2 separate regions of the Mus musculus genome follow, and region 2 is linked to region 1. Evidence: chromatin contacts called from public promoter capture Hi-C data. All regions are on one chromosome and are shown on one strand. Each heading gives the region's core, a stretch centred on a gene start, on an enhancer-like site or on the middle of the called end of the contact. The rest is flanking DNA. Distances are from core to core; before and after follow the strand shown.

What was found. Promoter capture Hi-C pulls out the DNA fragments that hold promoters and counts their contacts.
Region 2: a promoter capture Hi-C map of hippocampal neurons shows a contact between it and region 1, with 2.6 times the contacts expected there. The contact joins the enhancer-like site here to the promoter of Uri1 in region 1. A contact is called at or near these places in 4 of 39 promoter capture datasets (the 3T3-L1 cell line, the C10 cell line, hippocampal neurons and 1 more), 1 of 484 Hi-C or Micro-C datasets (trophoblast stem cells), 2 of 115 datasets of contacts at active chromatin or transcription factors (Th17 cells and embryonic stem cells) and 3 of 9 other capture datasets (adipose tissue, liver and pancreatic islet).

Annotation. Positions count from the first base shown.
Region 1 is chr7:38,017,344-38,023,255 of GRCm38.p6, forward strand. Uri1 (URI1, prefoldin-like chaperone) reads right to left here and starts at 2,209. Exons shown (of 11, transcript NM_011274.5): 1 at 1,767-2,209. The coding sequence starts at 1,877.
Region 2 is chr7:38,137,460-38,143,276 of GRCm38.p6, forward strand. Gm30912 (a long non-coding RNA gene) reads right to left here. Exons shown (of 3, transcript XR_391294.2): 2 at 5,276-5,476; 3 at 4,411-4,516. Among named protein-coding and RNA genes, the nearest start is that of Gm30912, 3.9 kb to the right of the region's middle. Within about 2 kb of position 3,027, at least 11 of the 459 cell types and tissues checked have an H3K27ac peak or open chromatin away from gene starts, as enhancers often do. A contact at or near this core is called in hippocampal neurons, where this site is marked.

The DNA of each region.
Region 1 (5,912 bases), core at 959-3,458:
AGGTAATCCCACCTACTTAGAAGGCTGAGTTTAGAGGCTTACAGCTTTAAGTCCAGGCTGGGCTACAATGGGAGTTCAAGGCCAGCTTGGGCAACTTAAAAAGAACATGTTTCAAAAATTAAAAAGTTGACTGATAATATAGCTCTCCTAGAACCATAATAAATAAAAATATAAATCAATAAAAGCAAATACGTCTTGTGATTTAAATTAAACTAGGTTAACTTTTAAACTCTCATCTTTAAGAACAAGTTTAAAATCCAACAGTTGTATTATGTATTAGGGAAAAACGGGGAAAAATATATATATATATAAAGCAGCAGCAGCAGGAGCTAACCAAAGTATGAAAGACTCCTACAATCTGTTAACAGGTGGTTTCTAAGCCAAAAGGGATTTCTTGGGACCTAGGAAAAACTTTCATATAGTTAACCTCAGCAATTTTTCTAACCACATTTCATGAAAAGTTTTACATAGGTATATGAATAAAAAGGAGTTTGGGTTTCATAGCAAAAATTCAAGCTTACATGAAATAGGAGCTCCCAAGATCCACCCTTAACTGAGGAGCTACTGGAAGTTGACAACAGCTAAGGGACAAAGACTGACACATGGGATTTGTGGTGCCCGTGCTCCTTGGATGGTTCTATCTAACACATATGGGCAAGCACTAGCTGGACTGAGATATTTAAAAAAAAAAAAAAAAAAAAAAAGGACATGAAGTTGGAAGGGGGATGTGTGGGAGGGAAAGGGAGTTAAGTTGAAGGGACGAAATAGATTTAACTGACTGCATGTACAATTCTCCAGGAGTAAATTCCAAATAAATAACATAAAGTTTACACGCAAAAATATTTAAATATAGAAAAATAGAGCTTCTCAAATGTTTATGCAACTTCCTAAACCTTTATTAATACCTCACTCTGGCAACAGGACATGTGACGTTTAAGCAAATTAAATGTCGCTTTTCAAAGAATTTCAAGGCACGTCAGGAGAATCAACTTGAAAACCTACAGAATCCACAGGACAATTTCACATTTAACAATCGAGCTGTAGTTCTTAACTACATAACATTTCCTTATAAAAAAAAATATATAATAATTCCCATTCGGAGATTCTAAGCATTCTCCTCTCCTCTGGTAGATCAAAAAAAAAAAAAAAAAGTGGGGAAAGCCTTGTTTAATAAAGGCTTGAAGTTAAAATTTAACAAAGGCCTTCTCTCTTGTCGACTACTAAACCTAAGAGCTGGATTGCACAGGAAGTGCATCATCACCAACGTAGTCAAACTTGGACGCTCAATCAAATAAGGATATCTCGTGTGTGTGTGTGTGTGTGTGTGTGTGTGTGTGTGTGTGTGTGTGCGCACGCGCGCATTGTACCAACGTTTAGATAATAAATAGCTAAGGGGTAAAAAGAGTGACCACTTCTGTTCACAGTGTAATCCCCGAACCAAAAAGGAAAAAAAAAAAAACACGTATTTTTATTTAGTCCCAACAATTGCTCTCTCAGTTCAGGGTCAACCGATTATCCTATCCCCTGCATCCTCTGTATTCCCCACATCCCCGCATCCCTTCCGGGGAAGGTCAAAGGGCCACCGACAAAAGACAACAAATGCACGTGACAAAAGTTTCTCCCGTGGTCCCCGCGGCCCGAGGCTGCGCAGCTCGCGCGTGGGGATCTCGGTTTCACGCAGAGGGCTGGCCGCATTAGAGGTTGCTCAGAGTGTCGCGGCCACATGCGGAAGCCGGCCAGGGCCGGAACCAAGCGCGGCCTGTTACCTTTTCCTGCTCCTCGCGAAGCCGCGCCACCTCTGGTGCGCGCAGCGGAGCGGCGGCTGAGGCCTCTGCAAGGGGCTGGGGCTCGGGCTCGGGTTCGGACGGGGGCTCCATGCCCGGCGCCGCAGCCTCAGCGAGGCGAACAAGTCCTAAACAAGTGTTTATGGAGACGGCGTGGCCGGCGGATGCCCAGCGCCCGCGCGCTCGCCCTCATGCACTGCACGCCTCTCTCTGAAGAGGCCGCGCTCACTTTCGCCGCTGCCCCGGGGGCCGCCGCTCGCGTCCGGGCTACCCGCGGCCGCATCTCACACGCGCATACCGCCGCCGCCGCCGCCGCCGCCGCCTCGGAGCAGCAGGCCCTACACCAGGCGCGCCACGCTCTTCTCCCGCAACCGGGCCCAGCTTAGCGTCCCGCGACTGCCGCGCCTCCGCGCACGCCCCGCCCCTCGCCCCGCCCGCGCAGCACGCCGGGAAGCTCTCAAGCTCCGCCCTAGGGGGCGGGGCTATGGCGGGGACAGGGCCTCCGGGTGGGGTGGAGGCTGAGCCGCTCAGGACCCCTGCACAGGATGAGAGGCGGCGGGATAGTGGGTCCCAATTCGCTTGGCGCTGCCTGTGGTGGTAGGAACTTAATATGAGCACTGAGACTGTTTCATAAGCTCATTTAATTTTATCAAATTCAGCTGTTTCCCATGCCTTTTAATGAACTAATGTGGTTTAATGAGCTAAAATGCACAATATACAACTATATTTTTGCGTATGTATTAATTACTGTACACATTACAATTTTCCTTACATATATTAAGCTGCAGTATTAATATTACTATGTTACTACGTATGCACTGTGTAGCACATTTTTCAACAACAGCTGCTGCCCTATCCCATGTATTTTATAATTCTGGTGTTTTGTTTAACAGTGGGGACCAAATGCATGGCTTTGGACTTGCTAGACAAGCACTCTACCAACTGAGCTAAATCCCCATCCCTGTTCCACTCAGTATTTTAAAAATTGGAAGCTGGAGCAGGGAGCACACCTTTAATCCCCAACAGTTTGAAGGCAGAGGCAGGAGGGTATCTGTGAGTTTGAAGCCAGCCTGGTCCACATAGCAAGTTCCAGGCCAGCCTGAGCTGAATAAATCTCTTGGACTCACTTCCTCCCCCTAGCCCTTTGTGCAGCCTCTGTTTGTGGCAGTCCTCTAGTCTACCTTGTGGCCTTGTCCTAACTCTATCCCAAGCCCGGACAATAGGCATAGATCCTATTACCTCAGTATTGTGTGTATAGGAACAGGCTGGCAGGCACCTGCAGAATTCTGGCCCTCTGTGGGTCTGTTTGCCCCTATCTTCCACTTCTGTTCCAGCTCCCAAGTCCACATCCATCCTTTGATCACTTGCATCAAGAAAGAAAAAGCAGGGACGATTGGGGAAGATGGTAAATATGAATTTCTCTCCCTGCAGATGCAGCAACCTCTGAAACACAGTCAAACTCTGAGCACTCATCTTGCCTCCCGCCAATAGCAGCATCCCTGACTCCTAGGGCACCGCAGAAGCTACTTCTCTAGTGCTGGGCTTTGAATATGAACTGACCCCATGTGTTTCAATACTTGGTCCCTAACAGGTAGTACTAATTTGGAAGGATACTTAAAAATTAGGATGTACCAGGCAGTGGTGGCTCACACCTTTAATCCCAGAATCTGGAAGGCAGAGGCAGGCAGATCTCTGAGTTTGAGGCCAGCCTGGTCTACAGAGTGAGTTCCAGGACATCCAAGGCTACACAAAAAAACCCTGTCTTGAAAAGTGAGGGGGTGGGGAATTTAGTATGTCGTTTAGAATGTAGAACCTAAGTGGAGGAAGTCGGTCAGTGGGGTAAGTCTTTGGTATAGCATCCCTGGATACTACCTGTCACTCTCTGCCTCTTGTTCAGCTGTGAAGTAAACTGAGGCAGGCCATGCCTCCCTGCCATAATACACTGAATCCTCTGGAATGGCATTCCCTACAGAAAGTGATCTAGGATAGATTTGTTTATGTTTGAGTGCATTTTTAGACATGTATCAAGCAAAAGCAAAAGAACATGTAGCAAGAAGCAGATAGAGAACAAAATAAATCAGGCCCTTACGACGTCTAGCAGAACTATCTAGGGTAACCAGAGCGGGAAAGCAAGCAAGAATAAAATCAGCAGCAAACAGCAGACAGATAACATCAACTTGAGCACTTACAACATGCCCCAGAAAGACTGGGCTGAGTCTGTCCAAAAGGCTGGAGCTCTGTTTGGGATGTTTCCAGCTAGAGCAGAGAGTTCACCCCACCAATGAGCTTCCTATTTCTCCTCCCCACCTCGGGCAGTCACAGGATAGACGATAGTAACTTCCATTAGAAACGGTTCGCCTTCTATCTGTCCTCAAGGGTGCTATTATAGCTGTTTGTTCTTTCTCCCTGTCACAGAAGCACAGAGGCCAGCCTGCCCCAAGAAAGTGTCTCCAAGGACATGAGTGATAAACTTGGGTGAATCTGAGGTAGGGAGAGTCTGTCCTGCTCTCAGCAAGCAGCACATGCAGTTTACCAACAGCACTTACAGGACAAATGGTGAGCCAACTACAGGACAATGGTAACGTCTCCTCCCTTACATTGTTTCTGTCAGTCACAGCAACCCAAAAGTAAAATATATATCTGGTGTGGCTTGCCACTCCACCCCTGAAATGTCCAAGGACAGCTCCTTACCCTCCACTCCTCTTTGATGGGATTAGCCCCAGATCACCACAGACCCTGTGCTACAGAAGGCTGGCCCCCAATCCCAGCTCCAGTCTACGGATATGAATTTGTATCTAAAGTGGTTGCTATAAAGAGGGCACATCACGCTATACAAATACAGGCTTTTGGAGGCTTCAAAGAAAGTTCTCCTTCGTTCTATCAATACCTCCTTAAAGAATCCAACCCTTGAGAGAGCAAGTAGGCATGTATGTTTTAGGCAGCTCTTCTTGTCAGGGGAAGGCATGACAGAGTTCATGGCAGCAGAAGCATGGGATAGGATCTTCACATCTCTACAGATCAAGAAGCAGAGAAACGGATGCTACCTTCCAGCTGGCTTCTGACTTTCTCCCTTTTCATCCAGTCTAGAACCCCAATCCATAGGACTCTTAGTACAGATCTCTCAGTTAAACCTCTCTGGAAACTTTCTCAAACATTCACTCAAAATTGAGAGTCCCTTGAGGCTAAAAGAGATGTTGCCAAAGCTAAGAGCACTTGCTGTTCTTTCAGGTGACGATTTTGGATCCTCCAGCTCTAGTGACTCAACACCGTCTTCACATGCGCAAAACCCCCACCCAGAATACACATAATTAAAAAAGAAAAGCAGGGCTGGAGAGATGATTCAGTGGTTAAGAGTGAGCCATGATCTTTCAGGGGGCCCAAATTCAGTTCCCAGCACCCCCAGACGTCATAAAAAAGAAAATGAGGATTCCAAGTGTAGTCGAGTTGACACAGCCCATTGATCTCCATTCCTAGGTGGTTGAAGGACCAGTTTACTCTCCCTTCTTAAGCCTAGGCATCTCATTCTCTTGCCCTTGGACACTGGAGATCCTGATTCACACTGAAATAGGCCACTGGCTGGCCATCCTGGTTCTCAGGCCTAAGGTAGCCCATCTTAAGACTTTTCAGCTGCAGGGCGGTGGTGGCACACACCTTTAATCCCAGCACTTGGGAGTCAGAGGCAGGCAGATTTCTGAGTTCGAGGTCAGCCTGGTCTACAAAGTGAGTTCCAGGACAGCCAGGGTTATACAGAGAAAATCCCATCTCAGAAAAAAACAAAACAAAACAAAAGACTTTTCAGCCTTCCTAAGTTTATAAGTTACTTTGCAGTTTTAGAAAGAAAGGGTTGGTCTGGGCTCCTGGTTGCAGGGGTTTCTCAGTCCATCATGAATACACAGAGACAGCTCATGCTGATAGGGACATGTCGCTACTCCATGCTGGTGGAAAAGAATCCTGAAGCTTTGCTCAGAGTTAAGGGTAGATATAACCGTCAAAGACCAAGTCCTGGTGAACTGCTTCTACCAGCCAGGCTCCACCTCCTAAAAGCTCCAGGGCCTTCGAAATACAACTACCAACTAGAGACCAAGCCAAGAAATCATGAGCCTATGGGAGACATTCCTAATTCAAACC
Region 2 (5,817 bases), core at 1,777-4,276, 120 kb after region 1:
TGGCTATTCATCTTCCATTAAAAACTGTGTATTACACTCACTTCCTCATTTATTTATTGCTTTGTTTGTTTGTTTGACTTTGTTTGTTGAATATTTTAAGTTCTTTATGGATCCCAGATAGTAAAGTCCTATTACATCATAGTTGGCGAAGACTTCCTGTTCTGCAGGCTGTCCTTTCCCTCTGCTGATGGACAGAACCGTTTACATTTCCCACCATCTCATTTGTCCATTCTTGCTATTGTTTTCTAGCTTTCAAGAGCCCTTTTCAGAAAGTTCCTTTCGAGGTTTGATTTTGATTCGTTTTATCTGTATTTTCTTCTAGCAGTTTCAAGATTTTAGGTCTTACTGAGGTCCTTGTGCAGGGGACGGTGGGGGGGGGGAGACAGAGAGACAGATACACACACACATATACACAGAGATAGATAGAGAGAGAGACAGGCACACACACATACACAGATAGACAGAGAAACAGACAGAAAGATACACACACATACACAGAGAGAAATAGAGACAGATAGACAGACAGAGAGAGAGAGAGAAAGAGAGAGAGATAGAGAGTCAGAGAGACAGATACACATACACACAGAGACAGACAGAGAGAGAGACAGGCACACACACACACACATACACAGATAGACAGAGAAACAGACAGAAAGATATACACACACAGAGAGAGAAATAGAGACAGATAGACAGACAGACAGAGAGAGAGAGAGAAAGAGAGAGACAGAGACAGAGAGTCAGAGAGACAGATACACATACACATAGAGAGATAGAGACAGACAGAGAGAGAGACAGGCACACACATACATACACAGATGGACAGAGAAACAGACAGAGAGATACACACACATACACAGAGAGAAATAGAGACAGATAGACAGACAGTCACAAAAGGAGAAAAAGAGAGAGAGAGAGACAGAGAGTCAGAGAGACAGATACACATACACATACACACAGAGAGAGACAGACAGAGAGAGAGAGAGACAGGCACACACACACACACACACACACATACACAGATAGACAGACAGAGAGACATACACACATACACACAAAGAGATAGAGACAGACACAGAGAAAGAGAAAGAGAGAGGGAGAGAGAGGGAGAAGGAAAGGGAAGGAGGGATCGATCTAGTTTTGTTTTTCTCCTTGTAATTACCCAGTTTCCCCCAGGACCTTGTGGCAGAAGTTGTCTTTTCCCAGTGCATTTTAGTCCTTTTGTCAAAAATCAGTTGGCTGCAACCATGTGGTTTCGTTTCTAGGGCCTCTGTTCTCTTCTATTGGTCGGTGGGCAGGCACAGTCTTTGCTACAGTGGCTCTGTAGTCTAGTTTGAGGTCAGGCATTGTGATGCCTCCAGCACGATGAAGTTGGATCTGAATGCCCACGGGCTCTACAATGATCATTACGTAGTCTGTCGGGCCTTGTGTGCTCCCTGTAGATCCTGCAAGCTCTGGCCATTGCCTCTCATCTCTGAGCCTCTGTGCCAGCTATTGCGTGCATCTAAGGTTTCCTGGCTTGCTACCTCGTAGGGCTCTTGGGGGTCCCTAGTGTTACAGTGCTTGAGTAAGTATCCCGAAACCTGTCAAGTGCTATTTACAGGGTGGCACTATGCATGTGTGTGGGGTGATACTATTCCCAATCCCAGGCTAGAGGGGACCTTTAGGGACCAAAGCTCTGATCTCCCCACCTTCTCCTTAGTGTTCTCAAACACCAGGCAGATAGGAGAGGGGCGGCATTTTCAGATGCAAATGTCTCTCTCAATGGAGAAAGCCTTAAAGCCAACAGATGAAGTATAGAAAGAATGTGACAATTTCTTTAAGAATCTTCATTCTCTGGGTTATAACATTACTCGGGAGTGTATGTGTGTGTTGTGTGTTTTTTTAATCTTGCTATCATGAGCAGCAGGTAGCAAAATGTTGATCTTTAATGTGTTAGTAAAACAGCATACATTTGAATATTGGCTTTTTCTGCCATCTGTACCAGTTGACACTGTTTTTCATACCAGCTTATTACATTTCTTGTACAAACATACTTTTGGGTGTCTGTTGATTTATGCTATAGTTGCTCTGGGATTTGTGTTAAAATAGCATTTTAAAACTTATAAAATATTGCTATTTTTTCCCCCTGTTTGATTCGTTGTCATTTGAAAAAGCTCTGGAGTGGCACAAATTTCCCAAGGATGCAGTTGTCAGTTCTGGTGCTCTTGAGGGGGTAGAAGACTGGGATGGGCTGACCCAGAATGTTCTAGAAGGCCCAGCCATGCATCTCCAGGGTGCTGAACTGAGGTCCCCTTGGGGCACACTGCAGGCTCACGAGGGTTATGTTTAATCCTCCAAATGTTAGCAATAAAGATGAGATGCTGTAGGGTCATAGAGATGGCCGAGAGGTTAGGAGAGCGCACTGCTCTCCCGGGGGCCTGAGTTCGGATCTCAGCACTCATGTCTGGCAGCTTGTGACCTCCTGTAACTCTAGCTCCAAAGGGATCCTGTACCTCTGGCTCCTCACACACACACACAGAGACCCATCACATATACACAATTTAAAAAGAAAAATTAGAAGATAGTGTGTCTTAATAAAGCCTTTTTCACTAGGCAAGTGTTCTTCTGCTGAGCTCTAGGTCCCTTTTAAAAACATTTTATTTTTTTTGACAGGCTCTCATCAAGTTGCCCTGGTTGGCCTTGAACTTACATTGTAGCCCAGAATGACCTTGGATCTATGACCCTCCTGCTTCAGCCTCCCAGGAGTGGAGATTATAGGTCTGTACCACTGTGCCCCAGAGTAGTCCTACCCTACTTCTGAAATAGTTCTCTTTAACAAACTCATCAGCTCATCTCCCTAAGATGGCTTGGTATGAGGGTAGCGCTCTCATCTCCAGGCACCACAAATCCGGGGCTCCCTCATACAGAGCTTAGGGGGAACATCCTGGCATTCTGCAGTGTGGGGCTGGGGCTGGGGCTGTGTTACGGTGTCTGAAATAGGATTCCTCAGAGCCCTGGGGGAGGCGTCTCCCCAGTGGATGGTGTCTGCAGCAGGCTGGTGCCGAGGCGAGGCATTCTGACACTCTAAAAAAACCAGTGCAAACTGCCACAGATGGAGGAAGAGCTGAGATTCAAATTGCAGGCTGTTTTCTAACACGTTAAAGATTTGTGTTTTTACTCACTGCTGAGCACGGAAGCAAGATGAGTTTTCTTGTTGTAAAGACTTAGCAGGCAGCAGATTCCTCCCTCTAAGCAACATTGCCAGTGTGGGGCGGTGTACCCTTCTCCCCGTGTCTGATACAGCCCAGGTTGGAAACGCAGCCCCGCTCCTGCTCCCGGAACTCTGCCCACTCAGACCTTCTTTAACCCGTGTCCCCTTCTTGCTACCAGGCAAGTTCTGGTCCCTGTTGTTAAGACTCAGCCCAGTAATGATGCCAGGGCTGAGAAGTAAAAAGATTTGACATTCTAGCTCACTCGGGGATTCTCAGCCTTCCCAATGCTGCGACCCTTTAATACAGCTCCTCGTGTAGTGGCCCCCAGTGCCAACTGTAAAATTATATTCATTGTTACTTCATAACTGTAATTTTGCTATTGTTATGACTCGTAATGTAAATATCTGATATGTAAGATATCTGATATGTGACCCCTGGGAAAAGGTTGTTTGACCCCCCTGCCCCCAAAGGGTTGCAACCCCGACGTTGAGAACCACTGTGTAGTTTCTAAGCCTAACTCTTCACATGCTGTCTTGTCCCAGAGAGGGACTCCAGGTCCATTGTGCAGAAAAGGAGACTGAGGTAGCAAGTGGTAAAATAACCTGCTCGGGGCCGCACAGCAAGAAATGCGGTAGTATTCAAGAACTGAGCCTGCTCTGGTCTGCCCTGGCACTTATTCTCAGAGCACAAGATCCCCCCTCCCCCACCACCACCACCAAACACCTTGGCTCCCACGGGCTCTGTGTTTTCAAACTCAGCTTATGTTTCTTTGTCTTTCTTGAATCTCAGCCCGGGCCTAGGGAAATAGCAAGGGCTCTTTGGGTCTAAAATAAGGAGTGGGGCAGAGATTCTTTCAAAAAACAGAGAAGTGTGTGTGTGTGTTGGGGGGTCCTCACTATGTAGCCCACGGTGACCTCAAACTCATACTTTATCTGCCTCAGCCTCCTAAATCCTAGGATTATGAGTGTATGCTGTCATGTTCAGTTCATTACCTAATTTTAATTTTTACAAAATGAGGGTCCTGTTGGGAACCTGGATAGGAAGGTTTAAGTTGTACCCAAAGTAATAGGAAAGAGTAACAAACAGGACACAGCTCATATCTACCAGTGCTTGGTCTGCGAGAAGACTGTCCACAGGCCTGAGGACCAGGAAGAGGTGTTTGTTTCTTCTGATGCTTAGAATAGGCTACCTGGAATGAGGACTCTCTCAGGCTGGCACCAGGGTGGCTGTCTTCTAAAAAGATCCACAGGGCTGGGCGCCCTCTGCTGGACATTTCTGGCAATGCATGTAGAGGAACTCAGTGGTCAGTAGTAAGCAAGAGCCTATGAGAGGAAATGGGACTGAGAAAGGCTAGGGGAGGACACCTCCTCTCCTTGTTGGGAGTAAAGCCCCTGACGACTCCCACATTCCCTATGAGAGTAAGGTACCGTGTCTCACACCTCAAGCGAGGCCACGGAAAGGTTCTCTGAGAGGTGGTCTTCCACTCAGGGGAAATAGAACCAGGGAGAGACTTGTGACAGACATCACAGAATATAGTTACGAGAGTCCCGAGGCAGTGCTGTGAAGGGAGTACCCAGCAATCAGGGTGCTGGAGTGATGGATGAGCAGTTAAGAGCACTTGCTGTTCTTGGAGAGGATTAAGGCTTGGCTCACAACACCTACAGGGCAGTACACGACCACCTGGAACTCCAGTTGCAGGGGACCTGACGCCCTCTTCTGGCTTCCATGAACACTGCATGCATGCTGTGTGTATACTACCATAGGTGCGTGTGCGGGCACACACACACACACACACACATACACACACACACAAATAAGAATAAAGAGCGTCTATCTGTTGGCAGAGCCTATGGGAGTGGCCAGCCCCTCCATGCATTCTGCACATGGTTGTTATGTGCTGGACTTACAGTGTCCATCAGAACTATGAGCTGAAGGCTTGGCTCCAGGCAGTGGGGCTCAGAGGCTGGGCCTTCTGGAGTGCATGGATCAAGAGGACCTGACTACCTTCTGAGAATGAATCCTTTGGTAGATTCATAGCTGACTGGGTTTGGGGGGAGGAGCTTGTCGTAGAGCAAACTCACTGTCATCCTCTTGGCCAATTGTGAGCAGATCTTTCCCTCTTCTCGCTCCCATCATAATGCTCAGAAACAGAGCCAGCACCAAAGTCTCTGCGACATGAGCCAACAGCAAAGCTTTCATCGTCTCAGCAGATATTCTCAGGTGTTCTTGTGCAAAGCAGGACCTCTCCTCCCTGCTCTGACACAGCACTGGGTAAGTTTTACCTGGGGAGACACCAACAGAACAAACTGCTACCCCAGACGGGGCTCCAACAACAGACCAAGTATGATTCTGCCTACCTAGCTTGGGAACCAATGGATTTATTGGGTTAACTAGAGGAACATGCTGATTGAATTGCTTACAGGAGACTAGGCGAACCCCAAACCCCAAACCACCAAAAGACTTTTCCACCAATATGGATGATGAATTCCCCATAGCTACATAGACAGAAACTACTCCACTCTCAGGTAACTCTCCACACATTCTATACTCTAGCACCTTCTGAGACCCAGAAACCATAGATATCTGGGTCAGAACAGCACACAGATGAGTGGACAGCACAGGA